2 separate regions of the Mus musculus genome follow, and region 2 is linked to region 1. The links are chromatin contacts, called in public Hi-C maps. All regions are on one chromosome and are shown on one strand. Each heading gives the region's core, a stretch centred on a gene start, on an enhancer-like site or on the middle of the called end of the contact. The rest is flanking DNA. Distances are from core to core; before and after follow the strand shown. Region 1 overlaps Dcakd (dephospho-CoA kinase domain containing). Region 2 has its middle 33 kb from the start of Arhgap27os3.

Region 1 (3,855 bases), core at 397-2,896:
GAGTCCTGCTTTCCTGCCAACTTTGGCTGGTGAATCCCCTGCCTGAATCCCTGGTGCTGGCTTCCATTTCCCTTTGGGACCTTTAGCTTTCCTCCAGCCAAGCCAGCTCTGAGAGTGGCCTTGGGCCAGCAAGGTGGCTTATTAGGTAAAGGTACCTGCTACCAAGCCTGACAACTGAGTTCCTCCCCAGGACCTACATGGTAGAAGGAGAGAAGCAGCTTTCAGGTTGTCCTCTGACCTACACACATGCACATACATACATACAACATACAAACATAGTACATACAACTTTTGTTTTGATTTTTTTAGACAGAGTCTCATTAAGTAACCCTGGCTATCTTGGAACTTGTTCTGTGGACCAGGCAGGCCTCAAATTCACAGAGATCCTCCTGCCTCTACTTCTCGAGTGTCCAACATGCCCAGCCAATACATGTAATTTATTTATTTATTTTTGGATTTTCGAGACAAGGTTTCTCTGTAGAGCCCTGGCTGTCCTGGAACTCACTTTGTAGACCAGGCTGGCCTCGAACTCAGGAATCCGCCTGCCTCTGCCTCCTGAGTGCTAGGATTAAAGTCATGCGCCACCACCGCCGGGCAATACACGTAATTTTTAAAAAGAGAGACCGAGGCCTCTCTGTTGGTCGTGGTGTTCCTTGATTTACCAGCTAAGCGTTTTCGGGTGCTTTCAGGAGTGGAAGGAACTGTCCGTGAAACAGCCTCCCTCTGGATATGATGCTGTACTGGGCCCTTTGTGAAGGCTGAAGCCCAGAAAAGACCAGGCCTCTGGGACTCCACAGTTTCTCATTTGCAGAGGACTTGCTACACTTTCCCAGACCTCGTAGCTCCTTGAGGACAAACTGGTAGCTTTACATGGTCAGAGATAGACCCACACCTCTGTGTAGCCCATAGCCTTCCCTGTTAGCCAGTGCTTTGAGCCTGGCTGGTTCTACATCTTTTCTTTTCTTTTCTTTTCTCTTCTCTTCTCTTCTTTTCTTTTCTTTCTTTCTTTTCTTTCTTTCTTTCTTTCTTTTTTTTTTTTTTTTTTGAGACAGGGTTTCTCTGTGTAGCCCTGGCTGTCCTGGAACTCACTCTGTAGACCAGGCTGGCCTCGAACTCAGAAATCCGCCTGCCTCTGCCTCCCAAGTGCTGGGATTAAAGGCTTGCGCCACCACTGCCTGGCTCTACATCTTTTCTTGAAAGTCTTGTAGAGGACTCAGATTTGGCCAGGCCTAGAAGTGCTATAAAGTAGATTCTAGAAAATAATGGCTCGGTTGGCAACTTAGATTGTTAAAGGTGGCCGTTTCTTCATGTGCACTTGGGGGGCTGTCTATGGGTTTGAGTGGTACTTGGTTTCTGCCTTGCTGTGCTTTGAAAAGCCAGTGGGCCTTTGCTTCAGCCTCCTTTCTGGCAGGGCCTAATCTACTCATTGCCTGGGGTACAAAGGGGCTTTTGGGCCAGGCCAGGGCCAGCATCATCTGACCATCCTGCTCCCCACCAGCCGGCTCTGTTCCCCCCAGCTGGTTTCATTTGCTCTGGTCTGTCTGCAGTTTTCCCACAGGGAAAGCTGGAGGTTTCCATGGGTTGTCTGAGAGGTCCCTGGCACATTGCTGCAAAGCACAGAGGAGCTTAGTCAACAGCTGGAGAGGGAATGAGTCACCCGGGCTTGCTAGACAGGAACAGCTGGTTCTTACCCATCCCCTTCAAGCCGGCAGCCAAGAGCCTCCCCGTGCATGTGTTCCTTCAGGCTTCCAGCTAAAGGCAAAGTGACTGGCCATTTCTGCAGATGGAAGTCGAAGGCACTCAAAAGGGTAGCTGCTCATTTGGTTGCCATGGGAGCCTGCACTTCCCATGTGTCTTGATCGTTGTGAGCAAGCACCCTCCCTCCCTTTCTGCAGAACAAAACTGTATGATAATCAAGAAACCAGCCACTGGGAATGATGTACATGCTTATAATCCCAGTGCTTGGGAGGATCAGGAGTTCAAGGTCATCCTAGGCTATATAGTAACCCGAGCTAGCCTGGGCAGGTCCCTTCAGGCTCTGCTCACTATCTGTTGCAATAAAAGTGTGAGGAGCCAGCACTTGGGAGGCAGAGGCAGGCGGATTTCTGAGTTCGAGGCCAGCCTGGTCTGCAAAGTGAGTTCCAGGACAGCCAGGGCTATACAGAGAAACCATGTCTCAAAAAACTAAAAAAAAAAGGTGTGAGGATCGGGCTGGCGAGATGTCTCAGCGGTTAAGAGCACTGACTGCTCTTCTGAAGGCCTTGAGTTCAGATCCCAGCAACCACATGATGGCTCACAACCACCCATAATGAGATTTGACTCCCTCTTCTGGTGCATCTGAGGACAGCTACAGTGTACTAATGAATAATAATAAATTAATTTAAAAAAAAAGTGTGAGGATCCAGTCTGAGCCCTGCCATACACCAGAGTTGCTCTATCCCCAGAGATTGTGATTGCACCCATTCCGAGGAGGTGTGTGGGCAGCTCTGTGGAGGGAGGTTGAGGGCAGCTTGGCTAGATGGACTTCCATTTACCCTCAGCTGATTCTGACAGGTGACTGTTGGTGGCTTTGTTTTTGTGTGGGAAGCTGGCCCTTACCTCTCCACTCTAGACTGCTGTTCAGGAAGAGGGACAGATGTTCCTCGCTTTAGAGCAGGACTTCCTTGTTTTCCACCCAAATCCCCTTTTCACCAGAATGTGACTCTGGGTATGTGGATGTTAGTGGTAATCATCAAGGAATTGATTTTAAACCAGGTGGTGGTGGCGCACGCCTTTAATCCCAGCACTCAGGAGGCAGAGGCAGGTGAATCTGAGTTTGGAGTGAGCATGGTATATAGAATACATTGCCGGACAGCCAGGGTTACACAAGAGAATACCTGTTTTGAAAAAGCAGGTAGGTTTAAGGGCAGGCACAGTTGCTAAGCAAGTAAAGATGCTTAGAACACTTTGGCATACACAAATCTGTACACCAGCAGCTATACTGTTTTTACATAAATATATGTGTGAGTGCCATATATGCATGTATGCCAGGTTTGTGCCTGGTACCTGCAGGAGCCAGAAGAGGGTGGCAGATTCCTGGAACTGGAATTACGAATGGTTATGAGCCACCATGTAGGTGCTAGGAATCGAAACTGGATCCTCTGCAAGAGCAGCAAGTGTTCAAAAAACCACTGAACCATCTCTCCAGCCCCTTTCTGGCTTTTTTTTTTTTTTTTTTGAGTCAGGATCTTGCTATGTATACCAGACTGGCCTCAAACTTATAACAAATGCCTTGCCTTTTGAGTGCTGAAATATGCCTCACCCAGGAAGAATTAAATCAAGGTTGAGGGCCATTTCAGAAAGTGTTGGAAATTCTGCTCTAATTCTAAGTCCAAAATAATTTGATTTTTTTTTTTTTAATGAAATTCAAGTCAGCAACTCAGACAGTAATTTCAAAATCAAACATTCGGGTACTATACTCCAACCATTCACTAATTTCATCCTTAAATGCTAAAGAATGGCAGAGGAGAAATACTCTTTCCTTTCTGTAATTAAACCACTGTGTTTCTGTACGAGTAGGTAATTTTGTGCACGGAGGGAAAACACTGTAATTCCTAACACAGTAGTCTCCCATAGGTGCTTCCAGCAGTGTTTGCTGGCATTGGATAGCAGCATGGCACTGGTTGTGAAGTCATGGCATGGCCAAGAGCTACCAGACACACATGAGCCATTTTGAGAGTTGTTTAAGTGAGTGTTTGGGTGTACATATGGAGACCAGAGAACAACTCTCAGGAGAGGTGGTTCTCTCCTTCCACCACGTGGGTCCCAGGGATCAGACTCAGGCAGTCAGGTGACAGTAGGCACCTTTGCCTGCTA
Region 2 (3,855 bases), core at 528-3,027, 310 kb before region 1:
ACTCCTCTTTACATATGAGGGTCCAGGCACAGATGAGTAACCTGCCCAAAGTCACACAGCTTAAAGGTTACCAAACCAAGGCTAGACCCTGAGAAGTGAAAGGCCTACTTTATATGTTTTGCAGCACTAAGTATTGAACCAACAGTCCGTGAGTGCCAGAGCTCTTCCTCTGCCACTCTGTCTGGGTTCACTTTGAGGTCTCAAGTGTCCCAAGCTGGCCTCAAAATCACTGTGTAGTAGAGCAGGACTTTGAACCCGTGATCCCCTTGCTTCAGCCTTCCCCATCGCTGGGGTTACAACCTAACACCTCAACACACAGTTCCAGTTCTTCCTTTACTTTTGAGTCAGAGTCTCACTAAGTCACCCGATCAGGCCTTGAATTTACACAGCTCTCACGTCAAAGAAAGTAAGTGACAGTTCTTGAGTTAAATATGCATGGCCAGCAAGACACAGTCCACTGTGGAAGTGGTGATGTGTGTGTGGGGGGGGGGGGGGAGGGGTTATTCGTTACAAGGCAAAGAAAGTTGTATTTACCAAAAACCTTGGTGGAACCACAGGTAGGTATGGCCAGCAAGTGGGGAAACGCCCCTATAGATGGTGTCTGAGGACATTGTTAATACGATCTTGAGCTTCCCTCCAGTCAGCGTCCATAAATGCAGGCGCAGGGCTGGGCTCTGGAACCCCGTGGGAAATATCACCAGACAAATAGAATAATATTTGAGGGGGTCCAGAAGAAGGACTTGGGAGGAGAGACATGGTGGGGTTTGGGGGGGAAGGGCCAGAATCTTACAGCATCTCTAATTCCAAATCCTGAAACCAGGTGTATTTTGAAAGGCAGAACTCCCCAGATTTTATTTAAAAACAAAACAAAACAACAAAAAAAACCTTTAGAGTTGGGGGCATGACTCAATAAAGCGTTTGGTGTGGAAGCATGGAACCTTAGTCGGACCTCAAGATCTCCTGCACAGAACGCCAAGTTCAGTGACCCGATTCTAACCTGGAGCGTGGGACACAAAGGGCTCCCTGAGATAAGAAGAATCCCAGGATTGTCTGGTCAGCAAGTCTAGCCTAATCTGCCAGTCTCAGGTCTCACGGATAGATAGACCCTGCCTCAAAAACAAAATAAATAGTGGCTCGAAGAACAACCCTGCCCTACATACTTATGTAGACACGTACACATGGACATAAACTGAAAGCCAGAAAGCAAAGCAGTTCTCAACTTCTTGAGGCAGAAGGATAGCCTGAGTTACAAAGTAAGCCACTGGGGGTGGGAGGGGGAGGAGGAGGAGGAGGAAAGGAAGGAAGGGAGGGAGGGAGGGAGGGAGGGAGGGAGGGAGGGAGGAAGGAAGGAAGGAAGGAAGGAAGGAAGGAAGAAAGAAAGAAAGAAAGAAAGAAAGAAAGAAAGAAAGAAAGAAAGAAAGAAAGAAAGAAAGAAAGAAAGAAAGAAGAAGAAAGGAAGAGTCTGTGGACCCTGAACTTTCCACGGCCGAGATGGCCACATCTGTTGTATATTACATAGAGCCTTGGGGGTGTTGACTGCTCCAGTCTGCAGTCTAGCATGGATCTGTCTCTGAAGTAAATCTCTTCAACATTCTCATTAACTGGGGAAATTTGGATCATATCTGGGCCCCTCCCTGCCCCTCAGATAGCTCTCGTCAAGACTCAAACATCCTAAATTCCTTCATGGGTTCTGGATCGGAATTCCAAGCATGAAGCAGTGCCCAGAAGGAGGCTAGCTGCAAGCAGAGGTGGCGGCTAAGGGGTTTCCAGAGAGGAAAAGCAGCAGCCACCAGCCCGCAGGACGGACGTGGCGGGGCGAGCTGCACCCCCATCCACTGAGCGGGCGTTCCTAGGCTGCCTGCGCCCTGAGTCACCGGCCCGCGGCGGAGTGGAGCTCAGGAAGGTGGCGGGCCAAGGGCAGAGGGTGGGCGGCGGGCGGCAGGCGGCGGGTGGCAGGCGAGGGCACAGCCGAGGACAGCTCCGCATGACTCAGGGAGACCCCCGCGGGCAGCTGAGCATGCTGAGGAAACACACCGCCTATGTCCCAGCTCCTAGGGGAACGCCTCTCTGAGGCCAAGAGCTCTTCAGCAGCCTCCAAAGGGGACCACAGGAAAGAATGGCACACATTCGTTTCTGTGTATTCTGTGCCATCCTTTTCGATGTTTTGTTCTTAAGATGGGCTCACTTTGTAGAGCAGGCTGACCTTGAATGTCTGGTTCTCCTCTAGCCTCGACCTCCCATATGCTGGAATTACAGGCATGCACCTGGTTTAATTTTAATTTGTCTTTTACATAATACATCCATGCTTGGAAAATGTTGCACCCCTGTGTGTGAAAGCTTTGTAGCACTAGGGCAGGATAAAGGAAGGCATGAACAGGACATGGAGTGTAGACAAGCAGTATCAGCATTAAGTCTGGAGGATGAGAGAGCAATGTCTCAGGCCTGTAATCTCAGCACTGGGCAAAATAATTGCTACAGGTTCCAAGCCAGCCTGGACTCCACAGTGGGTTCCAGACTTGGTATCCAGAGTGAGATCCTCTCTCAAAATACATGGATGGATGGATGGATGGATGGACAGACGGATGAACAGACGGACGGACGGACGGACAGACGGATGGATGGATGGATGGATGGATGGGTGGATGGATGGATGGACGGGTGGACGGATGGACAGACGGACGGACGGAGGGATGGATGGATAGATGGATGGATAGATGGATGGATGGATAGATGGATGGATGGACGGATGGATGGGAAGGCAAGCTGGAGATGAGTAAGAATAGGTACGTGTAGGAATGCCACGGTGGAATACGTCACTTCATATGCTCTTAAGTATCAATTCAGTGGGGCAGGAGAGATGGCTCAGCAGTTGAGAGCGCTCGCTGCTCCTGTGGAGGACCCAGGTTCAGCTCCCAGCAATCACATGGACTCCTAGGCATCCGAAGTCATCTTCTGGGTGGGAGATACCCATACGTACATGGTGCTTATAAACTCACACAGGCTTACAGACATACAAACAAATAAGTTAATTAATTAATTAATGTTAAGAATTAATCTGGGGGCTGGAGAGATGGCTCAGCGGCTAGGAGCACTGACTGCTCTCCCAGAGGTCCTGAGTTCAATTCCTAGCAACCACCTGGTGGCTCACAACCATCTGTAATGGGATCCAATGGCCTTTTCTGGTGTGTCTGAAGACAATTATAGTGTACTCATATACATAAAGTAAATAAGTAAACCTAAAAATAATGAATTAATTCAAAAATTAAAGAAGGCTGTTTTGAAATGTTTTAATATGAATAAAAATCGAAGGTCTGCCCCCCCCCACACACACAAGACAGCATCTCCGTTCTTCTTACATGAGGCACACAGAGTGACCTTGTTCGCAGAGACCCAAGATAGAATGGTGGTCGCCAGCATAATCATCTAGCATGCAGTGTGTCAATGCAGCATTGAAAATGGATGGTGATAACAGTAGTGAGGGGGTGTTCGTGTGTGTGGGCACACACACACACACACACACAAACACACACACACGAGGGAGGAAGAGAGAATAGGGGTTAATTTAATAGCACCAACTGGGACTGGAGAGATGGCTCAGTGACTAAAAGCACTGACTGCCCTTCCGAAGGTCCTGAGTTAAAAAAAAAAATCCCAGCAACCACATGGTGGCTCACAACCATCCATAATGAGATCTGATGCCCTCTTGTTGTGTGTTTGAAAACAGCTACAATGTACCCATATATATATAATAAATAAATAAATGTTTAATAGCACCAACTGTACACATTTGTCTCTGTGTATTCTGTGCCTTTATATCTCCTTTAATGTCTTGTTCTTGTTAAAGCAAATGGTTAG

Evidence for each region. Hi-C and Micro-C count contacts between places; a contact is called where the count stands out from the background.
Region 2: a Hi-C map of the C2C12 cell line shows a contact between it and region 1, with 1.8 times the contacts expected there. The contact joins two enhancer-like sites. A contact is called at or near these places in 1 of 484 Hi-C or Micro-C datasets (the C2C12 cell line) and 1 of 9 other capture datasets (adipose tissue).

Annotation. Positions count from the first base shown.
Region 1 is chr11:103,001,257-103,005,111 of GRCm38.p6, reverse strand. The region is part of intron 1 of Dcakd (dephospho-CoA kinase domain containing); the gene reads left to right. Among named protein-coding and RNA genes, the nearest start is that of Mir6931, 3.3 kb to the right of the region's middle. Within about 2 kb of position 1,646, at least 134 of the 459 cell types and tissues checked have an H3K27ac peak or open chromatin away from gene starts, as enhancers often do. A contact at or near this core is called in the C2C12 cell line and adipose tissue, where this site is marked.
Region 2 is chr11:103,310,228-103,314,082 of GRCm38.p6, reverse strand. No RefSeq gene overlaps it. Among named protein-coding and RNA genes, the nearest start is that of Arhgap27os3, 33 kb to the left of the region's middle. Within about 2 kb of position 1,777, at least 174 of the 459 cell types and tissues checked have an H3K27ac peak or open chromatin away from gene starts, as enhancers often do. A contact at or near this core is called in the C2C12 cell line and adipose tissue, where this site is marked.